Regions from separate parts of the Mus musculus genome. Here regions 2 and 3 are each linked to region 1. Evidence: chromatin contacts called from public Hi-C and HiChIP or PLAC-seq data. All regions are on one chromosome and are shown on one strand. Each heading gives the region's core, a stretch centred on a gene start, on an enhancer-like site or on the middle of the called end of the contact. The rest is flanking DNA. Distances are from core to core; before and after follow the strand shown. Region 1 holds the start of P2ry2 (purinergic receptor P2Y, G-protein coupled 2). Region 2 overlaps Fchsd2 (FCH and double SH3 domains 2). Region 3 overlaps Fchsd2 (FCH and double SH3 domains 2).

Region 1 (4,698 bases), core at 1,192-3,691:
TATGCCCTAGGGTTTGGGAGACAGGGCAATAGAGAGCTACTCTCTCTTGAGACTGAAGGACTAGGATGTTGCTCAGTTGGTAGAATGTTTACCTAGAATGCAGGAAGCCCTTGGTTTGATTGCCAGCACCAAATATAATGGGTGCATGCCTACGAGCCCAGCATTCAAGAGGTGGAAGCAGAAAGATTAGAAGTTTAAGGTCATTCTACACACTGAGTTCAAGGCCAGCCTAGGCTTCATAAGACCTTGTCTTGGGACAGGGGGATCCACTACAGCGACTCTTCATGGATCAAGACCTTTCTCTTCTGAATACCCACAGCACCTGGTTGCTCATTTCCCAACTACTCCCCGGCACCTGCTATGTGCTCCATCTGTGCCAGATAATAAGGACAAAGTGAGAAAGAGATGGCCGGGCTTCATAATATAACTAACCACCTTCTCTAGAGAGTAAGGAGGGTCTTGCAGCCATGTTCTTCCCATTAGGCTCTTCTGATGGCTTAGGGACCCAAAGGCATCTCAGGAGGAAACTATAGGTTAAAGGGTGCACAGACAGGCTCAGGGAAGGCAGTTAGGAGAGAGAAGAGATGCATCAGAGGGCACTTCTTAGTTAGCAGGTCAGCAAGATCTTCCTGGTCCTGTGAGCAGACCTGGGGATAATGGTGGTCATCCCATAAACAGCTGGGCAATTAGGCCACAAGAAAGACCCAAAGAAAGGCTCCTGGGGGCAGCCAGGCATGGTGGTGCTTGCCTTTAATCCTAGAGTTCCAGAGTTAGGCTATGGACAGGTCTCCGCGAGTTGGGGGTCAGCCTGGTCCATAGACTGACATCCAGGACACAGAGTGAGACACTGGAGAAATCAAACTCCCCTCAGCCTAGAAATAAGTAGCACTGCCTCATCCTGAAACTTTGGCCCTGGGCAGGGAGGCCTCAGCTGGGGCAGGTAAGCGGAGTCCCAGGTTTTATTTATGTAGCTTTGTGACCTTAGAGAAGACATTCTCCAAGCCTCTATTTTCTGATCTACAAAATAAAGGCAATAGTTCCTTTCTCATGGGGCCTTTAGGAGGAAAAGATGAGGGATTCTTATAAACTGTAACAAGTAACAGTTCAACAACATTCCAATAGTAGCATAAGCACTTCTCATTAAGAAGAAAGACTACAGCCAGGAAATTAAAGAACTCCTGGTGTCACCCATGAGGCCTTGGTGACATCCTCACATGCTCATCTGGTGCCTGGGGTAGGTGGGCAAAAGGGATCCCGGAAAGGCCACAACCTCACTCTGCATCTGGGCAGCCATTTCTGAGGATTACCCAGTATGCCAACCTGCCCATGTCCTCAAAACTCTGGAGTATCCAAAGCATGGAAAAGGAGAGGGGCAGACCTCCGCAGCAGGGCTTGTCCCCAGCCCTCATGCAGGACCCACACTGGCAGCAGTGTAGAGTCTGTTCAGAGACTCTCCTTCCTCCCACTCCCACCCACAGATAATTGCCACTTCCCTGCCGCCCCAGCCTGATCTTCAAAAGCCACTATTCCAAACTTGATCCAAAACAAGGCTGCTGACCCAGGGACTCTAGGGATGCCATTCTGAGCACAGCAGTCACCTAGCCCTATAAATCTCCAAACTGGAAAGGCTAGTTCCCAGAAGGATCTACACTTGGGTCTAGCTCCTGGAGATCAGTAACACACACACACACACACACACACACACACACACACACACACACACTGTAGCCCTAGTGAGGTGAACACTGTCTTTCTTCTGCCTGACCCTTCATACAGCACCACCTGCCCGATTAAAAGTTTCCAGACAGATCAAAGTCTTAACTGTCCTTATATGAAATTGCACTAGCAACCCACATTCCCACCCCACCGCACCCCCCACTCCCAACCCCACAACCCCGCCGCTGCTGCCACTGCCTCCGGTTCCTCACTGACACCTCACTGACACCGAGTGAGCTACCCAGACTGACTCTGGGGAGAGTTAAGAGTCCAAGCGCAAGAAGTCTCCAGGATTCCCAGGTCTCTTAGCCCACAGACTTACGCCCCAGGGGTACACACAGACTAAGTTCAGTCACTCACACCCTAAGGGTGTGCGCATTTGCCCACTAACACACAGATTCCCCCAGTATGCTGGTAAACACACCAAGATGACACTCACCGAGATCACGCTCTAGAGGAAACAAAGTTCATCAGCGCACCGGCAGCCGGCTCTCACCGCCCAGTTTTGCGCAGTACAAGGGCTGGGAGCCCGAGCCCTCGGGACAGTCACGTAATGGGCTCTCCCTGTTTGGCGCTGACTCGACCGGCGCTCCCGTCCCCAGGCCTCACTTGGCGACCTCTCTTGGTGTCCGCTCCCCTCTAGGAAGCACCTCTCACCTCCCCGCTGCGCTGGTCCCCTCCAAGGGCTGCCGCCGCTGTTCCTGGTGCCCGAGTCCCATGCCGAGTGGCGCAGGGTCCCACGTGCCTGGAAGCGCCGCGGTCCCCGCCCTACTCCGCCCCGCTCCGCACCCCATAGCCTGGCTGTGAGCAGGAGGGCGGGGCAGACTCTGGGCAGACGCCGGAGCCGCCCCCAACCCTTCTAAACAGATGCTTCCAGTCTGCCACCCGCTTGGGGACGCGGTCGGTCAGTGTCGCCGCCGGTCAGCGTGTCCGCCACGGCTGTTGAGCAAGGAGAGGCGGAAGGCGACCGTCCTGGCTGAGCAGAGGTCACCTGCTTAGCTCACCGATTTTCAGCGACGCCCAAGTTTTACAAGGTTTGCTTTGTGCTGGCCTGGCTCCTGTCACTGCCCACCGATGGACCTTTATACTGACCCTCAGCCTTCCCTCCGCTGCTGCCCCATCCCGCGTCACTTACGGATGGACAGATGGATGTGCTTTCAGACTGCTGGTACCAGCAGAAATCTTTGCCGGCTTCACCACCTCCGTCTGCTTTTGCTCTTCGTTCAGGTCACTAACGGGTCCATGAAGTCCTGGTTTAGTTTGATCTCTCATCTTGAACTGCCTCAATTCTTCTCTCTGGCCTGCTCTGAAGACTTTCTGTAGTCACAAACCCCATTCCTGTCCTAGTTTGAGCTCAAAAAGGCAAGGACCACACCAGCCACCTCACTGCTGTCCTGTGAAGGGGTGGATGAATGAGAGGGTGTCTGCCCCCTCCCATTTCTGACTCAGGCATCTGTTAGTATAAGTTCTAGGCCACCTTTAGCACTGTAAGACACATTTTCTGCGAAATGAAGCCAGTCCTTCCATGATCCTACTTTTCGTGTCCATCCAGGGAGTCTTGGGGTGGCCAAATAAACGGACAAGTTCAGAACAAGCCTTTTCCTATGGTGAGGAGTTTGCTCTCTGCCCAAGGGCTGTAGACTTTGTTAGTTGTGTATCCGCTGACTAAAGTCCCATTCGCAGCCCCTGGAGGGGTCCAGAAAGGGTCCGATCTGCAGCCCTGTCCAGAGTGAGAAGGGTGAATACACAGAGCTGGGTGGCTGAGCCTCTCTGCAGCCTCCTGGGGCCTTTGAGCAGACACAAAGGCTCCTTGTCTAACCTCTGCTGGCTATGGGAGCTGGTGCAGGCAGCTTCCAGAAATCTAGATCTCTCCACAGCCACCCTTGTGGCTTTAGGGTCCTCGTGTGAGGGAAGTCTTTCTGGTTATTGAAATCCCAGCGGATTTCCTTTTCCTGATCTCCCTTCTGAGCCGTCAGGTCTTTTTCTGCTGCTTCCCCTAGGACCCAGGATGGATCCTAGCCTCTAGAAGACCCACAGGCTGGACAGTGGGCAGTCTTGGACTTTACCCTTGCTGTGGTCCAATTCCTTTACTTTATAGCCAAAGAAACGACATTCCCAAGGTACATGACATCATGTCAGGTGACCTGGTAAAGCCCGAGTACTCAGATTCAAGTCTTCCTTCACTTTTTCTGTGTCTACTTTCTAAGATTCAGCCCTCTTTTTGTTGTTTGTTTGTTTGTTTATAGCTAGGATCTCCCTATGTAGGCCCTGTTGGCCTTGAACTCACCATGTAATTCAGGCTGGCCTCATTCAGCAGTCCTCCTGACTCAGCCTCTTGAGAGCTGATATTCTAGGCATGTGCTACCACGCCTGGCTCTCCATCTTCTTTTCTGCACAATGTGTTATGTACTCCTGTCTTGCTGTTCTGACTAAATGTCCTTATTTGGGGTCTTGCCCATGATCCTGAGCTTTCTGGGTCTGCAGAGTGAGTATCCCCTCTCAGAAGAGCCTGGGAGGTTAGGTTTCCCAATCCTCAGATTTTGTAGATCACCAAATCCAGTAGACTTCCCTACCCACCCCCCACCCCCACCCCCACCCCCACCCCCACCCCCATCGCATTCCAGTTTGAGCACATTTGCGTTCATATTTTCACGTACTCTGGACTTGAGAGTTTGCAACTGAAAGAGTTTAGAACCTCTATTGATCCAGCCAGGAAATGGGAGCTCTGTGAGACACAGTGAGTACCCTATGAAGTGTAGACCAGCACTGAGGGCGTCTCCCTGAATCTCGCAGCCAAAGCAGGCTAATGGTAAGGCCCAGGCGCTGTAATGGTCCCTGTGAAGTGTAATGAAGCCACAGGGGCATCTGCATTAGCAACAGAAGTTCAGGAGGGGATTGTCAAAGCGCCAGTCCTGGCTCCCCCGGCCCACCTCACATTAGAAGGTTTCCTGTCTCTCCATCCCTGAGCAAGCATTTGCCGGC
Region 2 (4,698 bases), core at 1,428-3,927, 220 kb after region 1:
GTGAAATGACCAAGTATAAAACTAGATAAGGTATTTCTAATTTTACTTCATATCACTCGGCAGATTGAGTCATGGGCTAAGATATTTACACTTAAGAAATGCAGCCCAGGACTTGCTTTAATTTCTTTAGATTTTAGATTTATAAAAGGTTAATTTTTTTTTATTTACTGTTACAATTTGGGGACTTCTGAAAACAGATAAAAGCAAGTTGACTATCAGTGTTTTTCTTCCAGTGTCAGCAGAGGAGGACTGAAGGATTTCATGATTTAATTTTAAGCTATCTTACATTTATCATCTTGATATTTATTTCCTTGACTTTTGCCCAGCACTATTTTAGAAATGTCCAGTGGTCTCAGAAAAAGAGGAGCTTGTTTTTCTAGTCAGCTTGAAGGAAGATCTCAGGGTAATGCTGAGTACAGAGTCTGACCTTCCTGAATCTAAATAAGGAGGCCACTGTTTAAAGTTCTCTCTTAAGGGGAAATTACATCAAATGCTTAGAAAAAAAACGACATGTTTTTTTCTCCTAATTCCTAGCTCATCATAACTTTCCTCTTGAGCAAGTTCCAAGAAATTCATACTTTTCCTGTAAAGCACATGTTGAGTAGAGGACACTAGAATTCCATTTCTCATTTTGTCTTTATGATGCCCCCCTTTTCCCTTCCTATTTGAATACTTGCCCTTATGAACTTGTATTCCATACTCAATAGATGTTAAAGACCATGCAAATAGAATGAGTTAAAAAAAAAAAAACAGAAAGAATATGTAGAGAAACATTTCCATTTAGTCTCTAGCTAACCACAAAGAAACACAGCTGCTTAAAGACATTCAAATTCAGTGCTTTTGGGTTTTTAAATGCCGTTGGACTATTCCTATGTCCTGACTTAAGGCTTATGGTTTCTCAATTTAAGTATTACAGAATTCTTTTCCTAAATATTTGTATTAAGGGGATGAATAGTTGGTTCCACAGTTAGGAACACTTCTTGATCTTACAGAGGACCCTGGCATGATTCCCAGCACCTACATGGTGGCACACAACCATCTGTATGTAATTTTAGTCTCAGGAGTTCCATCACCTTCTTCTGATCTCCGTGGGCACTGGGCTTGCACATAGTACACATAGATACATGCAGCCAAAACACTGATACACATAAAATAATTTTAAAAGCCACTGAAAACTCATATTAAATAGTCAAAAGTTTTGAAAGATACACTTGGATGACTTACCTACTAAAGTTTTAAGTATTAGAGGCAATCCAGGAAGTCATACAGAGCACGTAAATTACTATTCACATGAACCATCACTATGTATGCCCATGTCACACCTTCAGAGTTTTGCTTCTCCTATCGTTTACCATTTAAATAGTTCTTACTTTAAGGGAACAGGGTGATGGCACAGTAGGACCCAAGTACACATGCCAGCACCTGCATTAGGCTGCTTACAGTTGCCTGCTCCAAGCAGGGGATCTGATACCCCTAGTCTCCATGAGCATCCACAGATACAAATAATTAAAAATAATTTTTAAGAATAGTTTTTACTTTAAAAATTTAAGAAACATATTATCATTTGTATTTGCTTGATCAACTTTAAAATAAAAAATTGTCTACTATAGGAAGCAGAGGAAGCCCTGAGTGTGTGTAGTCCTGGGTGAATGTGTAGTGTCAACATGGGCACAGCCATGCCAAGGTCTCCAAGGCCTTGGACCCATGGGAAATTGTCAAAGCCATTGCCATGTGGGCCAGGTTCAAGAGGGAAAAGCTTTCCTCCAGAGTCTTGTGTGTAAGGAAGTGACCTCTGAAAGCAGCAACTGAAGCTCCCTCCTCCCAGATATTTACAGCCTCAGCCTGACTGCTGTTTACAAGACTAGCCCCTCCCCACGTCCAGTCCCTAAAAAACACACTGAGGTTCTGAGTTGCCCACGGTAGCAAGTAGTAGTACCCCATCTGACCCCTGCTTTGCTGTGTGTTGTCTGTGCGTCCTTTCTTCATTCCCTCACCATCCCTAGTCAGGGTTTCAGGACCCAAGACAGTAGGGTCTCAGCAGTCTACTATAAGGCTTTTGATCTGTGTTGAAGAGGAATAAAAATATAGGAAGGCAAAGTATTAATTATTTATAATCAATTATCAGTGCAAATCAAGGTTTTTCTTATAATATAACCAAAAGACAGAGTTTGGAATATGGTTGATATAAACTATAGTTATTTTGTAATAATAAAAGGGAAAAAGAAGGCAACGTTTTATTTAGTGCACACACACTTTTTTTTTTTTAAGTTTAGGACCTTCCACATCGTACAGTTTGTGAACTCAGTTGCTTCTCTTTTGCTGTAATACCATCAGGCTTTTCAGTCATGAGGGCTAATGTGGATTCACCCATAGTTTTAAACCTATAAATTCTGATCCAATACGTTACTTATCAAACAGTTATTTGCTGAACATTGTCAGTATTTCAGGCTCCATGTTTGACCCTCAAGATTCAATGCTAAACAGACTGGCATGGCCCTTCCTGTTCATAGAGTTCAATAACCAAAAGAAGGACAGGCAAGCGTCAGAAGCACAAGATAAAGCCACGAGGTAAAAAGACAAGAACCATCCAGAGTTCACAGCGATCAAGAGAAGCCCTTAAGGCTGAATGATAATGAGCAAGGCAGGGAGAGAGGATGAGGAAAGGGCCTGTGACATGTGACATGTGAGCTCAGAGGCAAGAGAAGTGCTGGTAGAGCTCAGAGAGGCTTAGTTTAGGGAAAGTGTTGCAGGGAAGGGAAATGGCAAACAGGTGAACAAGGGGTCAGACAGAAGCCATGTCCAAACTATTCGGTCAGTGGTAAAGTTCAAAACAAACAAAACCTATCCTGAACATAATGCCTGGCCAGGGAAGAGTGTTGAATAGTCAGTCATATAAAATACAAGTCAGGGGTATCCTCCCTGATGCAGTGCGAAGTGGGATGTCAGGACCAGGCATGGTTACATATACCTTTTATCTGAGCACTCCAGAGACAGAGTCAGGCAGATCTCTGTGAATTTGAGACTAGCCTGGTATTCATAGTGAGATTCAGACCACCCAGGGCTATGTAATACTATCTTGAAAGGAAATGGGTTGGCAGAAATAACTGGAATAGGAAATTGCTAAGAAATAACAAAAGAACTTGGTAGGTTAGCAGTATAGCTCTGTGTTAGAGTGTACACTTTGCATGTGCGAAGTGCAAAGGTTTGATCACTAGCACTGCTAGTTAACTGTTAAAAAGCTTTGATTTCTTTCCTTTCTTCCCTGTTTTCTGGTACTCATACTCAGATAGCTAGTATAATGCCTAAGTACAGTTGACACTCAATAGCAATATCATTCAGACTACATAGGAATATAGTTCACCTTAAACTGCACGCCTTGTTCATGATACCTATATTATCATGTCTTGTATATAGGTAAAATGAGCTATTTCTTCCAAACAAGATTATTAGGATGAGCTACTAAGAATATTTCTAAGTCAAAAACTTCATATCAGAAAACATGTCTCTTTTTAAAACAAATTCATGAAAATCATGATTTAAGGTAGAAATTTTAATTCCATCTCAACACACTACAGTGTCCAAAATGTTCATAACTATTTGAAGTTTATATTTAAGGCATTTCTAGTATAGGGGAATGCCAGGGCCAGGAAGTTGGAGTGGGTGGGTTGGGGAGCGGGGGGGGGGGGGAGGAGATAGGAGATTTTTGGAGAGGAAACTAGGAAAGGGGATAAGATTTGAAATGTAAATAAAGAAAATATCTAATTAAAATTTTTTAAATATATTTAAGGCATTTATTTGCACTGCCTGTTTATAGTACTCAATGGTGCCATCTAGTGGTAAAAGAAGATTCAGCACTATTACTCTGCTTCGGGGACAGGTTTTGTTTTATTTCAAGTCAATTTTATATTAAAAGCTTGATGTAAAAGCCAGACACAAAGTACAAAAATAATTATTGTAAAATTTATATACATGATTCTTATAAATAACATACTAACATACAAGGAATAAAATAAATAAATAACATTCAAGGAATAAAAGAAAGAAGAACAATGTTAGATATCATAATTTAGCCCTGACTGTCCTAGAACTCAATCTGTAGGTCAGGCTGGCTTTGAACTCAGAGATCCCCTGCCTCTCCCTGAGATTAAAGTGCTGGGATTAATGATGTATCCCTCCACCACTTGGTTTAAAACACGTTTTTCAAAAGATACTTGAGAAAGTGAAAAGAGCAGCCCATAAAATGAAAGGAAATATTTACAAATTATTTATCTTGCAAAACTCTGCTATATACAATACATAAAGAGTTATTGCCATTTGAAATCAGAAATAGACTCCAACTGAGATGTATGAAGCAGAGGCTGGAGATGTAGCTCAGTTAGTGAACTATTTGGCCAGCAGTTCAGTTTCTATTACTGTATAAACCAGGTGTGGCAGCACATACCTGGAATCTCAGGTGGAAACTAAAGGGTCAAAAGCTAAGGGTGGGCCAGTGAGATGGCTAAGTGGGTAGAGGCACTTGTGTGCAGGCCTAACAATCTGAGTTGGATCCCCAGATTCTGCAGCACAGCGGGGAAAAAAAATCAGAATTGTACTCTGACTGCCACATATGCACCATGATGCATGTATGTCTTCTGTAAGTAAATATTTTTCTTTGAAAGTTGGAAGTACTTTTAGTTGTATTACAAGTTCAAGTGGTGC
Region 3 (4,698 bases), core at 1,207-3,706, 200 kb after region 1:
AGCCAGTTCATTCATTCTCAGATTTCTGGTTAGCCTTCTGCAGCTTCAGAAATCTTACCAAAGCTTTTTCTATCTGCATTTTATCGGAGTATATTTCAACCCCTCAAGTTTCTTCATTATTGCGTACTCTGTGCTGATCTTCCATATCTACCACCAACTTTATCAAGGCTGAGAGAACTTTTGAGTAGCCTACAAAATGGATGCTATAGTACTGAGAGTTGTAACTTTTAAAAAAAAAGGGACATGGCAAACAGGTTTCACTTAAGGACCAGATATAATAAGTGAATTTTATGTTTAGTTAAAAAAAATTTTTTTAAGATTTATTTATTTATTATATGTAAGTACACTGTAGCTGCCTTCAGACACTCCAGAAGAGGCTGTCAGATCTTGTTACGGATGGTTGTGAGCCATCATGTGGTTGCTGGGATTTGAACTCAGGACCTTCGGAAGAGCAGTTAGTGCTCTTAACCACTGAGCCATCTCTCCAGCCCCTTTAGTTAAAATTTTAAGTGAGACATATTTTTGTTTCAAGTTTAGTAAGTTAATTTGGATGAAATTTATTTAGTGATATGGTAGCATTATTTTATTCTTATAGTATATGGCATGATAATTTTCACAGTGACATTTTCACACACTCAGACTCATACTCACTGTTATACTTAGTTATTTGCCCTTCACCAACCTCTTCCAGTTTAGATCCTTTCCTCTTCTTTTATAATTCTCTTTCTACATTTATGTCATGTGTGTGTGGGGTCAGAGGTGCATGTTGTGCCCATGTAAATTTAATCTAGATTCTACAGATGAAAAATGCAGTGTTTGTTATTCTGAGTCTGGTTTATTTTACTTAACATAATCTCTGGTTCCATCCATTTTCATGCAAAAGTCATCATTACATTCTTCTTTACAGCTTAATAAAATCCCATTGTTCATGTAAGTATTCATTTTTATAGCATCTTTTTATTCATTCAGCTTTTTAGTCTGGTTCCATATTTGGCTCCATTTTGAATTGATTTTTGGTCAGATTAAGGATCTAGTTTCGCTCTTATATGTGGACACCTAGTTTTCAAAGGACCATTTGTTAAATTCCTTCATTTCCAATGAGTATTTATGATGATTTGTCTAAGATGGGTGCTTATTAATGTGTGGGTTTATTTCTGGGTCCTCCATTCTGTTCTATTGCTTTATGTCTGTTTTGTGCCAGTACCATGCTGGCTTTGTTATTATAGCATATTATCTTTCATATAGCTATAAATGAGGCGTTTTACTCAGTTACAAGAAGATTTAGTATCACATAAGCTCAAAGCTGATGTTATTGAGAGGAGTTAGCTTTCCAAGTTCAGATGCTTTAAAATTTTAATTTGAGCTGGGCATGGTGTTGTGCAGCTTTAATCCCAGCACTCTATAGTGGAAGGCAGAGGCAGGCTGATTTCTATGAGTTCCCGGCTAGCCTGGCCAATATAGTGAGTTCTAGGACAGCCAAGGGTTAAATAGAGAGACCCTGTCTTAAAATAAAATTGAATTTGAGATTAGAGATCTTAACACAAGCTATTAATGGAATTGAGAAGTATGTGGAACACTAAGATCTGGGGTTTGCTTGCTGCCCTAGTTTCTGGGCATGTTAGGTCTTCTCTGCATCATGTCTCAAAGAATTTCCTTCCTAATAGCCTTTCTGACCGAGAACTATCTTGTGTCTTCTAGCACATTAATTTTCTTACTATCTAGTACCTTCTTTGTTTCAACTTCTATTGAGACACCAATACATAAGTTCCTCTTGCCCTTTCCACTTTTAGTAACACAAGTTTTGAAATTTCATGTAAAACAAGTAGAAGAGTAGTTGTGTTTACATCGAGACATCTAAGGCTTTAGATAAGGTGAACTCTTGACCATAGGAAGAAGTCATGCCAGGTGTATCAGTTCAACCTTGCAATATAAGCACATGGATGTTCAGGGTGACTAAGACAAGAATCACTTTGGTTTCAAGGCCAGCATGTGTTACCATATGAGACCTTGTTTCAAAATTCTGAATTCAAATAACTATGTATGTATGCATTGTTTTGCTACAGGAGCCCTCCTCCAAAGTACACTGATCATTTCACTCTGCTTGTGAACTGGTGAGATCTTCTTTACCCATCTGCAGAACTGTGGCTAGCAATACCCTGTGCATAAATTGCAGTAGAGGGGTTCTTCAGATACACATTTTTCTTTTTACCTTTCATCATCTTACTAATGAAACTCAGTGTCTCAGAAGTAACTTCTTACATTTCTTAGTTAATTTATCACTTCAAAGTAAAGATGAGGGTATAAGTAAGGAACAAGAGAGGGCGACAGAAATAGATCAGCAGGTAAGAGCTTTGTTCTTACAGAGAACCAGGGTTCAATTCCCAACACCCACATGGTACCTCACAACCATCTGTAACTCACAGAGGATCTGACACCTCCTTCTGATCTCACAGGCACCAGGCATATGAGTGGTGCATAGACATACATGTGAGCAAAACATTCATACATATAAAATAACATAAATAAATCTTAAGAAAAAGAGAACAAGATTACAATAGTTTCTACTCTGAACCAGTGAAAACTAATATTAGCTTTCCCCTTAGAGACCTTATTTATCTTTCTAGCACTAAAATAGAGAGTGTTTGCTTTGTCTTGAGTGACCAAGCAGGACCAATACAGTTGTGGTTCATGGGGAGTTTCCAGAGGACACTTTTGGTGCTCTTCCTCCTCCTAGCCTTTGGTAAAATATGCAAATGTACCAGGAAACTGGGGAGGTTTTTTTTGTTGTTGTTCTTACCCCGAATAGAACTCTTCTAAACTGTACCTGTTGAGAGTGTAAATTCAGAAGTTTGTTTTTTAAGTGAAGGAAGCATATGGGGTTTTTGTGTGTGTGTGTGTGTGTGTGATTTTTGTCAGCTAGGATTTTTTTTCCATCAGCTGCACGGAAAAGGGAATTTTATCTGCTATACTGGGTTTGCCTCATTTCCTCTTAAGCCATGATTAATTGCAGCTAGATATTTAGAATTTATAAGACTGAAAATAGACTTCAAGTCAGTGGAAAAGTGAAAGATTATGAAAGATAGAATGTTTAGACTCTTAAAAAGTGCTTTTTAACCAAAGAGTACACACCAGGGACCCATGGCTCCAGCTGGATATGTAGAAGAGGACTGCCTTATCGGGCATCACTGGGAGGGGAGCCCCTTTGTCCAGTGGAGGCTCAATGACCCAGGGTAGGGGAATGCTAGGGCAATGAGGCAGGAGTGGGTGGGCAGATGGAGGAGCTCCCTCATAAAGGCAGGGGGATGGGGGAGAGGATAGGGGTTTGTGGTGGAGAAACTGGGAAGGAGGATAACATTTGAAATGTCAATACATAAAATAACCAATAAAAAATGTAAAAAATAAAAGGGCTTTTTACAGCATACCAGCCTATATTTGATAGTATATTTGTGAAAAATAGACAAAAATATGAGTGAATATTTATCCAAGCTTAGTGAGTGTTAGAGTGTGATTTTAAAGCAAAGACAAGTGATACATGGAAAAATAGTAATAGATTTAACAATTCCAAATTTTAACACCCTCCCTCAAGTACACACACGCACACGCACACCTATATGAATTTATGTGCACCATGTACATGTAGGTGCCCACGAAGGCTAGAGGGAATCAGATCCTCTGGGAATTAGAGTCACAGACTTGTGAATTGCCTGCCTGATGGAGGTGCTGGGAACCTAACTCTGGTCCTCTGCAAGAGCAGCAAGCACTCAACCTTTGAGCCATCTCTTAGCCACAACAAACTCAGTTTTTAAAAATGCATGACAGTAACAATACGTGACAATTGAGCTAAATGCTTTACATTAAGTCTTGTGCTTTACATCTAGGTGAGGGTCCTAGCAGACAGGAGGGTTAGAGATGCTGCCCTAAAACACAAGGTTTATAATCCTGGCCTGCTTCCCAGTCTTGCAGCACATCTCCTTGCTGCTTTCTACACTACCACTCAGCAGATACCACTTCTGTTAGTCTTCTGTTACAGCAGTATTCTACTGAAACATACTAAGTTTATATTAGTTGGGATAAAGACTAAATGACTAAACTAGAGAGACTCCAAATTATGATGGTTCCTACAAGATAATACTTCTCATACAGTAGTTTAGGGTTAATAAATAGGTTCTACTTTCTGAAGTTATCCAAGGATGAAGGTACCAGGACAGCTCCATTGTTTAACTCTCATCATTGGCCTGACCAACATTAAGGACTCACTTATTTGGATTATAGCCAGTGAGTAAGAGAATGAGATCATGGAGTAGACACACCTATTTTCCTGAGATCTAGTCTACAAAGTCGCATGCATTAATTACTCCACTCAAGTTATAAAAAGAAAGCTTAGTGACATGGCCATACCTAGCAATAGCAGAAGAGTCTAGGAATTGCAGTCTTATCATATACCCAGGAGGGAAGGAAGAACAGTTTCTGCCACAACTACCACTTCTGAATATCTGACAAGTCACTAGTCACATGATAACGTAGAAGTTAATATGAAAAATAAAAGCACCTAAGAATAAAAAATACAAATATGATTTTAAAAAGAGAAATGCAAAAGAGTAGTTGATGGTTAGTAGATTTTTGACAAAATACTAAAGCCATTCAGAGGAAGAAAGAATGTCTTTGAGCAGGTGGTACTGGTCACAGCTGAATATCCAC

The links. A called contact is a pair of places that touch in the nucleus more often than the background predicts. HiChIP or PLAC-seq counts read pairs in DNA pulled down with a chosen protein or histone mark.
Region 2: an H3K4me3 HiChIP or PLAC-seq map of microglia shows a contact between it and region 1, with 6 times the contacts expected there. The contact joins the enhancer-like site here to the promoter of P2ry2 in region 1. A contact is called at or near these places in 12 of 39 promoter capture datasets (the 3T3-L1 cell line, the HPC-7 cell line, HPC-7-derived erythroid cells and 7 more), 1 of 15 datasets of contacts at CTCF or cohesin (large pre-B cells), 1 of 484 Hi-C or Micro-C datasets (bone marrow-derived macrophages), 9 of 115 datasets of contacts at active chromatin or transcription factors (CD8 T cells, the HPC-7 cell line, bone marrow-derived macrophages and 4 more) and 4 of 9 other capture datasets (adipose tissue, liver, macrophages and 1 more).
Region 3: a Hi-C map of bone marrow-derived macrophages shows a contact between it and region 1, with 28 read pairs. The contact joins the enhancer-like site here to the promoter of P2ry2 in region 1. A contact is called at or near these places in 8 of 39 promoter capture datasets (the 3T3-L1 cell line, embryonic stem cells, hippocampal neurons and 4 more), 2 of 484 Hi-C or Micro-C datasets (bone marrow-derived macrophages and nephron progenitors), 6 of 115 datasets of contacts at active chromatin or transcription factors (CD8 T cells, the HPC-7 cell line, bone marrow-derived macrophages and 2 more) and 4 of 9 other capture datasets (adipose tissue, liver, macrophages and 1 more).

The regions. Positions count from the first base shown.
Region 1 is chr7:101,009,557-101,014,254 of GRCm38.p6, forward strand. It overlaps P2ry2 (purinergic receptor P2Y, G-protein coupled 2), which reads right to left and starts at 2,442. Exons shown (of 3, transcript NM_008773.4): 1 at 2,156-2,442.
Region 2 is chr7:101,227,819-101,232,516 of GRCm38.p6, forward strand. The region is part of intron 8 of Fchsd2 (FCH and double SH3 domains 2); the gene reads left to right. Among named protein-coding and RNA genes, the nearest start is that of Gm50587, 28 kb to the right of the region's middle. Within about 2 kb of position 2,678, at least 15 of the 459 cell types and tissues checked have an H3K27ac peak or open chromatin away from gene starts, as enhancers often do. A contact at or near this core is called in the HPC-7 cell line, bone marrow-derived macrophages and microglia, where this site is marked.
Region 3 is chr7:101,211,270-101,215,967 of GRCm38.p6, forward strand. The region is part of intron 8 of Fchsd2 (FCH and double SH3 domains 2); the gene reads left to right. Among named protein-coding and RNA genes, the nearest start is that of Gm50587, 45 kb to the right of the region's middle. Within about 2 kb of position 2,457, at least 48 of the 459 cell types and tissues checked have an H3K27ac peak or open chromatin away from gene starts, as enhancers often do. A contact at or near this core is called in CD8 T cells and bone marrow-derived macrophages, where this site is marked.